Regions from separate parts of the Mus musculus genome. Here region 2 is linked to region 1. A link is a contact called in public HiChIP or PLAC-seq data. All regions are on one chromosome and are shown on one strand. The core of a region is the stretch at or near the end of the contact, and the rest is flanking DNA. Distances in the headings are between cores, read along the strand shown. Region 1 holds the start of Scx (scleraxis). Region 2 holds the start of Gpt (glutamic pyruvic transaminase, soluble).

Region 1 (5,910 bases), core at 131-2,630:
CCTGCCATGCTTGATCCTCTTCAAACCACCCAAGGGCAGAAGAGCCACTCAAGATCAGCCTCAAGTGCCCAGAAGCCAAGTGACCCAAAATCCGCCCTAGCCTTGGCCCCGATGTCTGACGTGGCGCGGCAGGGGTGCTATGCCCCTCCCCCAAGCCCTCGGAGGCGCCTGAGCTTTACCTTCACATTTTCCACTGAAGTGATGCCAACCCTAGCCTCCCCCCTCACTGGATTCCTTGGCCAAGGCTCTGGGCAGCCACAGACAGGGATGACCTCATCGCCTATGGGCTCCCTCCCCTGGCAAAAGCCTTAGGTACAAGTGGGTAGTTTACAAGGCAGGAACCATGGGAAGACCCCACCCCAACCTCAGGGAGACAAACCTGTTCTGCTCGGCAGGTGGTCAAGGACCCCCTTCCAGCACCACTGATCCTCCCCCTCCCATTTCAGTGGGCAGAGCAGCCACATTCCTGGACACACATTCCTGGTTTCAGCCCCTGCCAGCCACCACCACCCTCACTCCTCCCAGCCTGGGGACTGCTGCCCAGGCGGCCACTTCCTGCAACAGTAGCCACAGGGAGGAGGGGCCCAGACATAACTAGCACAGATGAGTGCCAGCAGCCCCTCAGCAAGACCCCTTGGGCCTCGTCCCACTGCACCTGTCCACACCAGCCCAGAAATGCCCCATGCTCTTGCTGTACGCTCTCCACCTTGAGGGCCACTTCCGAACTGGAGGGATGGAGAGGTGCCGATCTTAGCTCTTATCCACGTGTGCACTGGCTTTGAGAAGCCCCATGAAGCATACAGCAAGGATGGGGGTGGGGCCCCCAAGCAGGATGGGTCAAAGGGGTAAGATCTGGCACAAGGCACAGGCCATGGAGTCAAGTCATGCCAACCACACACACCCATTTCTAGACTGCTACTGCTGGAGTCACCCCCATGAGTGCACACACACACACACTCTCTCTCTCTCTCTCTCTCTCTCACATACACACACACACACACACACACACACACACACACACACACACACACACGGCCTGGCACAAAAGACCCAAGTGCACATGGAAGGAGAGTCAGACAGGGTGTGGCCAGGCACTCAGGGCCAGGGCAGCTGGGTGAACTTAGGCATGCCAGGAGAGAAAGCCTCTTGATTCTTGATTTATTCTCTTCTGCCCTGTAGAATGGGTGGGATGGGCACCATTGTCTTGGGGCACTAGTAGCACCCCAGAAACGCTCCAACCAGAAAGATGCTCGGGGGCCCTCTAGGCACGGCTATTAAAAGGGAAAAGGTGCACGCACGAGCTCTGAGTAAACTCCTCCAGGCCAGAAAGGGAGGCGGAGGCCAGGCGCGGGGGAGGAGCTGACTGCTATAAAGGCACTGCTCGGCTGGCGGCCCCACTCCAGTCCGAACACATGTGCCCGCCTCACCCGGCAGCCGCCACCGCGGGGCGCAGCGGAGACCCCTGGCCCGGCGGCCTGTGGGGACCTAAAGAGGCGGCATGAGCAGCGCACGGTGGAGCTGACGCCGCGCCCCCTGCCCGGCCCATGTCCTTCGCCATGCTGCGTTCAGCGCCGCCGCCGGGTCGCTACCTGTACCCTGAGGTGAGCCCGCTGTCGGAGGATGAGGACCGCGGAAGCGAGAGCTCGGGCTCCGACGAGAAACCCTGCCGTGTGCATGCTGCGCGCTGTGGCCTCCAGGGCGCCCGGCGGCGGGCAGGAGGACGGAGGGCCGCGGGTAGCGGGCCAGGACCCGGGGGGCGGCCAGGCCGCGAGCCCCGGCAGCGGCACACAGCGAATGCGCGCGAGCGGGACCGCACCAACAGCGTGAACACGGCCTTCACTGCGCTGCGCACACTCATCCCCACCGAGCCAGCGGACCGCAAGCTCTCCAAGATTGAGACGCTGCGCCTGGCCTCCAGCTACATTTCTCACCTGGGCAATGTGCTGCTGGTGGGTGAGGCCTGTGGCGACGGGCAACCATGCCACTCGGGACCCGCTTTCTTCCACAGCGGTCGTGCGGGCAGCCCACTGCCACCGCCGCCGCCGCCACCACCACTGGCCAGAGACGGCGGCGAGAACACCCAGCCCAAACAGATCTGCACCTTCTGCCTCAGCAACCAGAGAAAGTTGGTGAGCAGGGCTGGGAGCACCGAGGGGCCCCGATGTACTCACCAGCCCACACCTGCCAGGCAGAGAGGTGCAGGGCAGGGGCAGCATTCCCTAGCATCTACACCTGCCAACAAAGCTGTGCCCAAAGGAGGGAAGGGCACAGAGGAGCCATACCTTGGGACACAGACTCCCATTGGTAGTGGTCATAGGGACCTGCAAATACAGGATCAAGAAGTAATGCTGAGATGGGCCACCCAGAAGTTCCGGGAGGGAGGGCAGGCAGCAGGAACCTGGCAGGGCAGAGGGGCCTTACTTTCAGGCTCGTTTCCCATCAAGTTGAGAAGTGAAAGGAGGTGAATTCAAGAAGTAAGAAGTATATCTATACGCTTCCATCCAGAGGGGAACAATGTGAAACAGTGAGGCAGTCAAAGGGATGCCCCCACTAGGCTGATGTGCCACTACCCCTCCGCCCCCGCAGCCCACCTCCACCCCAAGGCTTATGGGCACCTGCTGCCTCTCCCCTGGTCTACTGAGACCTGCAGTAGAGGGGCTAGGGGAGAAGGCTGAACTGAGAGATGCTGGCCAGCCATGATTTACTGCTCTGGCCGCACTTGGTGGCACCGGAAAAGCAGGGTGAGCAGGGAAAAAATACAACGGCTTTCCCCAATCCCCATTTCCTCTCCAGACAGCACGCGCAAGCTCCTGGGGCCTGAACATCTGGGAAATTTAATTTTACAGTTTCGGCTCTGCAGCAGTATACTCCCCTCCCCAAAATGCACTGTGGGGGTGGCAGGAGCCCGGGATGGGGTGCCCTAGCACAGGCAGTGCCCCCAACAGGAAGCCAGGAAGGTTCGGGCAGTGCTGGGTGACACTAAGTCTCCACTCAGACCCTGACACACCCCCATCCCCTCTGCAGAGCAAAGACCGTGACAGAAAGACGGCGATTCGAAGTTAGAAGGAGGAGGGTCCACAGCAGCCAAGAGGTGATGCCACTAGTGAAGGTGGATGCCACTGAAGAGTCACGGAGAGCCCCACTTTGGACCTGATCTGAGCGCAGGTCCCCAAGAGCACGCTCACCAGGCCAGACCTGCCCCAGCTATGAGCAGGGCCTATGAACAGAGAGATGGACAGGCGGGTGATGGCTTGACTCTAAGCAGCCGAACACTGACCCAGGCCCACTGGGACTTTCCATGCTGGCTCTCTACCTGGGCCAAGTGTTGGCATCTTGTGTCTTTAATATGATAATATAAAGTCTGGAAATTTTGTATAATTAAAAATGAAACAGTATCTTCCAAATTGAGGCAGACTACCCTCTTGAAAGGATGTGAACTCACTATGACCCTAGCTCTCTCACCCCATCTTCCCAGAGTGAGGACAGGGTTAGATCACCTATCAGGAGTTTGTACCAGGGGTATATGTGTGTGTGTGTGTGTGTGTAGGGAGCAGGGAAGGGGGAGAGGCGCTGTGTGGTGACTGAGATAGAAGGAGAGAGGAGAGGGCAAGCCCACTTGGCTCATGGTAAATAGCAGCAAGCAACACAGCAGCCCTGCCTCCTCCGATGAGGGGATCAGATGGGGACCTAGGCACGGGGATGTTTGGTTTCACCAGCAGTGTTCCATTAAAAATGGGTACAGGGAATAAGCACTGCTGTCAGCCAAGCAGGCTAGCAGGCCTAGATGGGCCCGAGGATACCATCCGAATAGCAGCTACCTACATGTCCCCACTGGTACCCACGCAGGCCCAGAGAGGCTCTGGGTCCACGGGCTGCCAGAGCTTCTGATCTCTGCCTCCAGCTGCACACTGGAAGGATTCCTAGCCATCCAACACTCTGTCCTACCCAGCTCTCCCAAAGACCCCACTGGCCTCTCAGCAGGCTCTGTGCACAGCTGGCCGATCATTAAAACCCTGCAGGTGACAATTAGTTGAGTGGTACAACAGAGAAGAAAGGCCAGGCCTGACTTCTGGCTAGGTAGTGGGTGGAGGATGGCAGAGGGCACCAGGTGCTGGCACTGGCAGGCCTCCTGGTCCCTGGCTGGGGGGTAGACCAGGTGTTGAGGCCTACGTGGGCATCCTCATAGGGAGGGACAACAGGGCCCCTCCTCTGCACTGACGGGCTCCAGGGAATGCTGATGCAGGAAACAAAGGTGTAATTTTGGAGGAAATTCTCAAAGCCAGGCCATTAAGGCAGGGGCAGGGGGCTGTGTCCAATCTGATAGAAATATAACGGGATAAAGAGTCACAGCGGCAGGTTTCGTTCAGAAAGAAATCCAACCCCAAATTTCCTCCCCTTAATCCTGCAGGAGCTCACAGCTGCTCGGAGGGAGGGAGAAAGGGCACTCAGTCACACACTGCAAAGCTCCTGCAGCCCAGGAAGCCAGAACCTGGAGATGCAGCTGGGGCTGACGGAGGCCACCTTCCTTTCTCATGCCCTTCCTTTCTCATGCGTTCCCCATGCAAGACTCTGCCCAGCTTCACTTCCAAGCTACAAGGACTCTGTGCTAGGTGCTGGGTTGAGTGCAGAGTCACAGCCTGGCAGGGTAGCCCTGTATTAGGCAGATGGGTACCAACCCCCACCCAAGGACCCCAGCTGGCCTTCCCACTCTGGACACAGGTCTCCTCCCCCTCACTTAGAGGCCTCACATTTCAAGACCTGGGTGCCAATCTCCCTCACAAACCCCAAAAGGACCAATGGCTGAGTGGTACCTACTTCAATAGTCAAATGGCTGGGCCAATGTCAGAGGTCCACACACAGAAGGCTCGGAGAAAGCCCCCAAATACAGGTAGGTACGCTTCCCCATGTGCAGAGCTGCCAGTGTGAGCAGCATGGCTGGGGGCTATGGGGCCAGACAGAGGCCCAACCATGCCCAGCTAGCTCCACTCGGCATCTCAGGACTTAATAAAGCCCAGCAGAGGAGGAAAGAGCCAACAAAGGGACCAGGGCAAAGGAGAAGGCAGGGAAGCCCAGGAGCTAGGCAGCCTGAGCTTCAGTAGGACTGAGTGGTAGGCCAGGGTCAACCAGACAAGAGCCAGAGAGGCTTGGGTGTCAAGAGGGGTCAGATGAAAGGGAACGGGCCGTAGGGCTGGAAGGCTCTCTAGAGGCCTGGAAGTTGGGGTGCGGCACGCGCCCGGCCAAGGCCTCCACTGCAGGGCCTGACTCTGAAAGAGGCTGCAGCTTGGCCAGCCTCAGGCCCGGGCAGGCAGCCCAGCCACTCCCTGAGCTGCACCGGTAGCAGTGGCTGAGGGTTTGGCCCGACAGCCAGCAGGAGGAGGGGAGGGGCGGGAAGAACACTCCGTCACCCTCCACTGCTCCAGATTCAAACCAGACCGGGGGTGGCATGGTCCATTCCCATCCTGTGGCTCCACGTGAATCCACAACAGCTTATGGCCAAAGAGTGGCAGGTGCTATGTACCCACCACAGCCCCTGGCATCCTTCCCAGAGGGCAACTTTACCCTCTACCACACTGAGGAGCTGTGGGACAAAACCCAGGGGCGCCCTTAGTGTGTGCCCCACAGAGGCAGCTGGGGGGGGGGGGGGCTGGCCCACACCACGGGCCAGCAGCCACCCTTTCGAGCTGAGCTGGGCTGGAAACATTCGGCTCAGCCTCAGCTGTCAGCTCCCTGTCCCCAGCCTGGGGAATGAGCCGCTGGCGGCACCACATGATTCATCACCAGGCTGCCTGCACCCCAGGCCAGCCGCCCCCGCCCTGCTCAGCACCTGCGGACTGCCAGGAAACACATGTGACCCCTTTGGGTCAGGCCCAGCACTGAGACCCCAGGCCAGGCTGATGGAGGGCGGACAGA
Region 2 (6,233 bases), core at 2,968-5,467, 240 kb after region 1:
GTCCCAGAGCCCTTGCACATCTGCAGGTGCCTCTACTGTATTTATGGGGGTAGATAGGTGCCAAAATCCTGAAGCCAGGATGGATAAAGACTACAGGTTGGCTAGAGATTGCTAAGTCTAGCTTGAAGACAGGGTCTAGTAGGAGATAGTAGTCAGGCCCCAGGCCAGCTTTTCTCGCAGAAGCTAGGGCTTTGTTTTCCTCCTTCCTGCCCTCTCTTCCCAAGGACAGTGCTAGGCTGAGGCCACACTGAGGGAAACATGTAGCACGGGGACTGAGAGCTGCTGCATGAAGGCCCTGAGGCTGCTGGCTTATCTGTTTGCCTTGTAGTGGTGCAGATCTCCTTGCAGTCAATTCCGATGGGAATATGCCCTACGACCTGTGTGAGGACGCACAGACGCTGGATTGCCTTGAGACTGCCATGGCCAACCAGGGTGAGTGTGCTGTGCCCACCTGCAAGGGCTGGTGCCCTAGGTCATGCCTTCTCTGAGCCACCTTGCCTCTCAGGTATCACCCAGGAGGGCATTGAGGAGGCCCGGGCAGTGCCAGAGCTGTGCATGCTGAATGACCTCCAGAACCGCCTGCAAGCTGGGGCCAACCTCAGTGACCCTTTGGATCATGGGGCTACTCTGGTGAGAGCTCAGACACTTGGGGGTGTTTGTCCTGGGGCAGGTACTTGGAAGGGGTTCAGGGATTCAGGGCTGAGTGGTCTGCCTGCAGCTGCACATCGCCGCTGCTAATGGGTTCAGTGAGGTGGCTACCCTGCTGCTGGAGCAAGGCGCCAGCCTGAGCGCTAAGGACCATGATGGCTGGGAGCCTCTGCATGCTGCGGCTTACTGGGGCCAGGTGAGTGTGCACAGGAGCAGGGAGAGGGTAGGTTCCGGGCTCTCACTAGAGCCCGCAGCCAAGCAGCTACTGCTGGCTGCCTGCAGGTACACCTGGTAGAATTGCTTGTGGCACATGGGGCTGATCTGAATGGAAAATCTCTGGTGGACGAGACACCCCTCGGTGAGTGTGGGGTTGCCTACATCTGGTGGAAGGGAGTGGCCATGAACGTGCCCATGACACCTCTGTCCATCTCTCCTCAGATGTATGTGGTGATGAGGAGGTGAGAGCCAAACTGCTGGAGCTCAAGCACAAGCAAGATGCACTCCTGCGGGCCCAGGGCCGCCAGCGCTCCCTGCTGCGCCGCCGTACCTCTAGTGCAGGCAGCCGTGGGTAAGCCTCCTGCTGTGGTCACTGTCCGCTTGTTGAGACCTAGGCTTTGCCCCTAGGGACATCAGCTGGCGGTGATATCCCAGTAGGATTTGTGGGCATTGGTTGTAAGATGGGTAATGACGTCTCAACTTTCTCTCTCCCAGGAAGGTGGTGAGACGAGTGAGCCTGACACATCGCACCAACCTGTACCGCAAGGAGCATGCCCAAGAGGCCATTGTGTGGCAGCAGCCGCCACCCACCAGTCCAGAACCTCTAGAGGATGAGGACAGGCAGACAGACGCTGAGCTCCGGCTGCAGCCCCCGGAGGTGAGCACGCAGCCTCTGTACTGTCCCAGGTGTGGAGCAGTCCTGGTGTGTGATCTGATTATTTAGTGCCTAGTCCTCTATCCGCACTAGCCCTCTATGGAGGCAGTAGGCCCAGTGATCCCGTGGGCAGGTATCTGCTGCTGACATGGCCCCCCACTCTTATGTCTGTCTGTCTACTACCACTTCACACAAACTTGAAGCCCAAGGCTGGTGTAGGCGGAAACAAGCACCTCCTGATGGCTTCTGGGTTCCTGGCTCTGTTCACAGGACGATGGCCCTGAGGTGGCCAGACCACACAATGGCCAAGTAGGGGCCCCCCCCGGGAGACACCTGTACTCCAAGCGTCTAGATCGGAGTGTCTCCTATCATCTGAGTCCTGAGGAGAACAGTGCCCCTGATGCCCTCGTCCGGGACAAGGCCCACCACACACTGGCAGAACTGAAACGCCAGCGAGCGGCTGCAAAGCTTCAGCGACCTGCCCCTGAAGGGCCTGAGACTTTTGAGCCTGGCCTGTCTGTTGATGCTGGGACCTCCCAGCCTGACTGTGGCTTCAGCACAATTGGGGACCCGCCCCTGCTCAAGCTCACTGCTCCCTCGGAGGAGGCGTCTGTGGAGAAGAGGCCGTGTTGCTTGCTCATGTGAAATGTGATTCCTCAGTATGGCAGGGTTCAACCCCATGCCCAGCCGGAGGCTTCCTCACGATCTCTGGCCTGGTGACCCACTTAGCACATACCCCTGTGCTGTGGGGGAGCCGGCACAGAGCCCCATCCCCCTCCCAGCCCAGGACACTGGCCACCTTGCTCAGGGATGGACTATGCAGAGCTCTACCTATGGGCCTCAGGCCACAGTCTGTTTATTGTGACTCTTGATAAAGGCTGTTTGCCACGGAGCCTTCCCATGTGTCTCACTGGTTAGGAGCCACCCATGCCCAGGAGCACCCAAACCTGTAGATAGGTGCATGCTCGGGCTTGCAGGTAGCAGCCCCAGCCTTTGTGGGAGAAAGGCTCAAGGCCATAGGCAAGAAGCCCAGCCTTAACTTCCACCTCTCCTAGTTGGTTCAGCTTCTTGGAGGCTCTTCTGTAACCCTTTGCTTTCCTGAAAGCAGTAGGACACTTTGGAAAAAACTCTTCATGGGTGATGGAGTGGGTGGCCATGCAGAGGGACAGGAACGCTGGCTGGAAGGGAGACAGTGTTTTCCACAGGACTGGGCCAGAGCCAGCAGCGTGAAACAGGCAGAAGACTGGCATTAGTTAGGTGCTTCCCAGGGTCATGGTCTCAGTTTCTGGCATGAAGCCCTGATCCTGGGGCATGTCTGCCAGCTTCCGCCTGTGCTGGTATAGGTGACAAGCAGTTGGCCACTTGGGCTGTGCTGGCTAGGGACAGTGTATCAGAATGAGAGGGGCCCTTTAGGGGCCTCAAGCTAGAGGGAAGAAGGCAATTCTAGATCATGACCGTTGCATTTGTATTTGCATGGCCATCTCTACGAGGTCACATGGGCACTGACCTGGTCAGCCTGGTGTCCATCCTCAGGGCCTGTCCTTCCTCTAGCACCTGTGGTTGGAGGGTTAGTGTCCTTGGAAGGGCTTGGGGGAGGGTTGGTGATGACTGCTGGTTAAATTTAGAGTAGGGCTGTGCCGCCGCTGCCTGAAGTCCACCTGCTACCACTCCTACTTGGGCCCTGCTAGTAAGAGGCAGGCAGTGGCAGGTTCTGCCAGGGCCAAGCCTATATTAATCTGTGGTGTGTCCTGAGGGCCAGAGAAAGGCCACTGAGCTGGGAGGCTACTGTGGCATCAGAGCCAAGAGATCAGAGGTGAGTGTGTCCCCACTCCAGGGCCTCCAGGGACAGAGGGATTAAGGCTCACCTCATGCCTTCCTAGCTGCCTGCTGCCCAGCTTAGAAGTCATTCTCCCCAGCCCTTAGCCTGAGCCATGATGGGTCCAAGGGCTTAGATGACCAGGTGTTGAGCAAGTCTATAAGCTTTCTAGAAGGCCAGTGGGAGTGGGGTACTGTGGGCCTATCAGAGCTCACTTCCTGTTCTCTCTACCAATCAGGAGCAGCAGGGAAGGGGACTTAGTTACCCTTGGCCTGGGTTGTCGACCTAAGGGCACCCTCAAGCTGATGTGTATTGAAAGGGCATGAGGGCAGTCCAGGGTGAGGTGTGTCCAGAACTAGCTGTCCCGTCTCCAGTCTCTTCCCCTCCCCCTAAACCCTTGCAGTGGCTCATCAGAGACCAAGGTCCAAGCATAGCACTCTGTCAGTCCCCATGGAACCCAGAGACTACACATCTTTCTCCCTTCCCCCAGTGCTCCCCAGATTCCCAAGGCCTGGCTTAGTTACCTAGGAGACAAGTCCACTTGCTTAAAGTAAAGATGGAGTGTGTATCAGGTCTGAGGCCTAGGCTTCAGCTGGGCCTTGCTAGGGTAAATCTCCAGTAGTCCCTGGTTCTGTTCTTAATAGGCTGAGATGCTCAGTGCTCTCTTCTCCCAGTTTCCAGTGTGTCAAGTATTGAACCATCCGTCTGTCCCTACTCCCCAAGTGGGTCTCTTGCTCCCTCGTGGGGACACTAGGCGGCACTGGGCCTCGCCCCAAGCCCCGCCTGCTGCCTTACCAACTCCCTCTGGCACCCTGGGGCAGATCTGTGCCCAGCCTGATGGGGCGGGGCCCAGGGTGCTCCAGTTCCTTCAGCCTTTTCTGCCCCTTTCAGTAGGGCCAGAAGGCTGCCGTGGAGAGGGTGGTGCCTTACCTCACGCAGACTCCCCATTCCCAGCCCTGCTCCCCAACTGGACCCTTCTTCTTGAGCCAGCATTCTTGCCTGCTTTGAGCAGCCATGGCCTCACAAAGGAATGACCGGATCCAGGCTTCAAGGAATGGACTGAAGGGGAAGGTGCTAACTCTGGATACCATGAACCCATGTGTGCGGAGGGTGGAGTATGCAGTCCGAGGCCCCATCGTGCAACGTGCCTTGGAGCTGGAGCAGGAGCTGCGCCAGGTATTGCCTTGGGCCACTTACTGCCCTTCTGCTAAACTTGGGCTGCTGAGCTCGTCCCCAGCACAGTGGAATGTGGGACAAAGGCAGTAGAGTAGGGTGGTGGTGTTCAATCTCCCTGCCCGCTTCCTTTCTTTCCCAGGGTGTGAAGAAGCCTTTTACTGAGGTTATCCGTGCCAATATTGGGGATGCACAAGCCATGGGGCAGAGACCCATCACCTTCTTCCGCCAGGTTAGGCTGCTGTACTACCTGTGGTTACTCCTCCTTCCCCAGCTGCTCTGGACTCAGTACTTGGTTCTTCCAGGTCCTGGCCCTCTGTGTCTACCCCAATCTTCTGAGCAGTCCGGACTTCCCAGAGGATGCCAAGAGAAGGGCAGAACGCATCTTGCAGGCATGCGGGGGCCACAGCCTGGGTGAGTGCGAGCTCTAGGTGGAGCCCAAGCCTTAAGGAGAGGCAGAGAGGGACGAGTCCCTTGGGAAGATTACAGGACTTGGCCCACCTCATTTAGCTTGTCCCCTTTCAGGTGCCTATAGCATTAGCTCTGGAATCCAGCCGATTCGGGAGGATGTGGCGCAATATATTGAGAGGAGAGACGGAGGCATCCCTGCAGACCCGAACAACATATTTCTGTCCACAGGGGCCAGCGATGCCATCGTGGTAGGGTAGCCCAGGGCAGGGCAGGTCAAATCGGAGTAGCCCTATGTGTGAGGCTAGATGGGGCTGAGTCTGGTGCAGCAGCGTCAGCACAGGGCGGTGGTGGGGGCGGGGTGGGGTGTACAACTCTGGTTGCACTAACGCTGGGCTCCCTATCCGGCCTACAGACCATGCTCAAGCTGCTGGTAGCCGGCGAGGGCCGTGCGCGAACCGGTGTACTCATTCCCATTCCTCAGTACCCACTGTACTCAGCTGCGCTGGCTGAGCTGGACGCCGTGCAAGTGGACTACTACCTGGACGAAGAGCGCGCCTGGGCTCTTGACATCGCTGAGCTGCGGCGCGCTCTGTGCCAGGCACGTGACCGCTGCTGCCCTCGAGTACTATGCGTCATCAACCCCGGCAACCCCACGGGTAAACCTATCAGCTCCGCCCCCTGCAGTTTCACTCTTTTTACCCCCCCCCCCCCGCTAGCTCCGCCTCACTGGGCTCCTCCTTCCAGCCCCGCCTCTTCCTCCAGAACCTGCCCTTGCTCTCCAACCCCAAGCGCCTGGGCTGAGCACTCTTGGGCTTGGTTCTCTGTTGCCCGCGGGCGGCTGACTTTCCAGTCAGTGATGCATCTTCACACTCCAGGGCAGGTGCAGACCCGTGAATGCATCGAGGCCGTAATCCGCTTTGCTTTCGAAGAGGGACTCTTCCTGATGGCTGATGAGGTACACACAGGGGCACACAGAGTGGTGAGCAGCAGCTCAGCCCCCAGCCTGAATGACACTGCCACCCCTACAGGTATACCAAGACAATGTATATGCTGAGGGCTCTCAGTTCCATTCATTCAAGAAGGTGCTCACGGAGATGGGGCCACCATATGCCACGCAGCAGGAGCTCGCGTCTTTCCACTCAGTCTCTAAGGGCTACATGGGCGAGTGCGTACAGGCTCAGGTGGTGGTGGTGGTGGTGAAGCGGGGAGGGCTAGAGGACTCTCAGTCACTGCCACGGTGGCGCACCCTCTTCCCAGACCAGCCTCAACTCATGCTCTCCTGGGCAGGTGCGGGTTTCGTGGTGGCTATGTGGA

What was found. HiChIP or PLAC-seq counts read pairs in DNA pulled down with a chosen protein or histone mark.
Region 2: an HNF4G HiChIP or PLAC-seq map of pancreatic cancer cells shows a contact between it and region 1. The contact joins the promoter of Gpt here to the promoter of Scx in region 1. A contact is called at or near these places in 3 of 39 promoter capture datasets (embryonic stem cells, liver and neural stem cells), 1 of 484 Hi-C or Micro-C datasets (embryonic stem cells), 1 of 115 datasets of contacts at active chromatin or transcription factors (pancreatic cancer cells) and 3 of 9 other capture datasets (adipose tissue, liver and pancreatic islet).

What each region holds. Positions count from the first base shown.
Region 1 is chr15:76,456,058-76,461,967 of GRCm38.p6, forward strand. Scx (scleraxis) reads left to right here and starts at 1,381. Exons shown (of 2, transcript NM_198885.3): 1 at 1,381-2,129; 2 at 3,025-3,411. The coding sequence starts at 1,545. The coding sequence ends at 3,063. All of the region lies in intron 3 of Bop1 (block of proliferation 1), which reads right to left.
Region 2 is chr15:76,692,509-76,698,741 of GRCm38.p6, forward strand. It overlaps Gpt (glutamic pyruvic transaminase, soluble), which reads left to right and starts at 4,218. Exons shown (of 11, transcript NM_182805.3): 1 at 4,218-4,511; 2 at 4,651-4,740; 3 at 4,814-4,922; 4 at 5,034-5,167; 5 at 5,332-5,575; 6 at 5,795-5,874; 7 at 5,948-6,084; 8 at 6,207-6,233. The coding sequence starts at 4,350. Ppp1r16a (protein phosphatase 1, regulatory subunit 16A) reads left to right here. Exons shown (of 12, transcript NM_001358933.1): 6 at 329-432; 7 at 506-630; 8 at 719-844; 9 at 931-1,006; 10 at 1,087-1,216; 11 at 1,360-1,522; 12 at 1,790-2,411. The coding sequence ends at 2,164.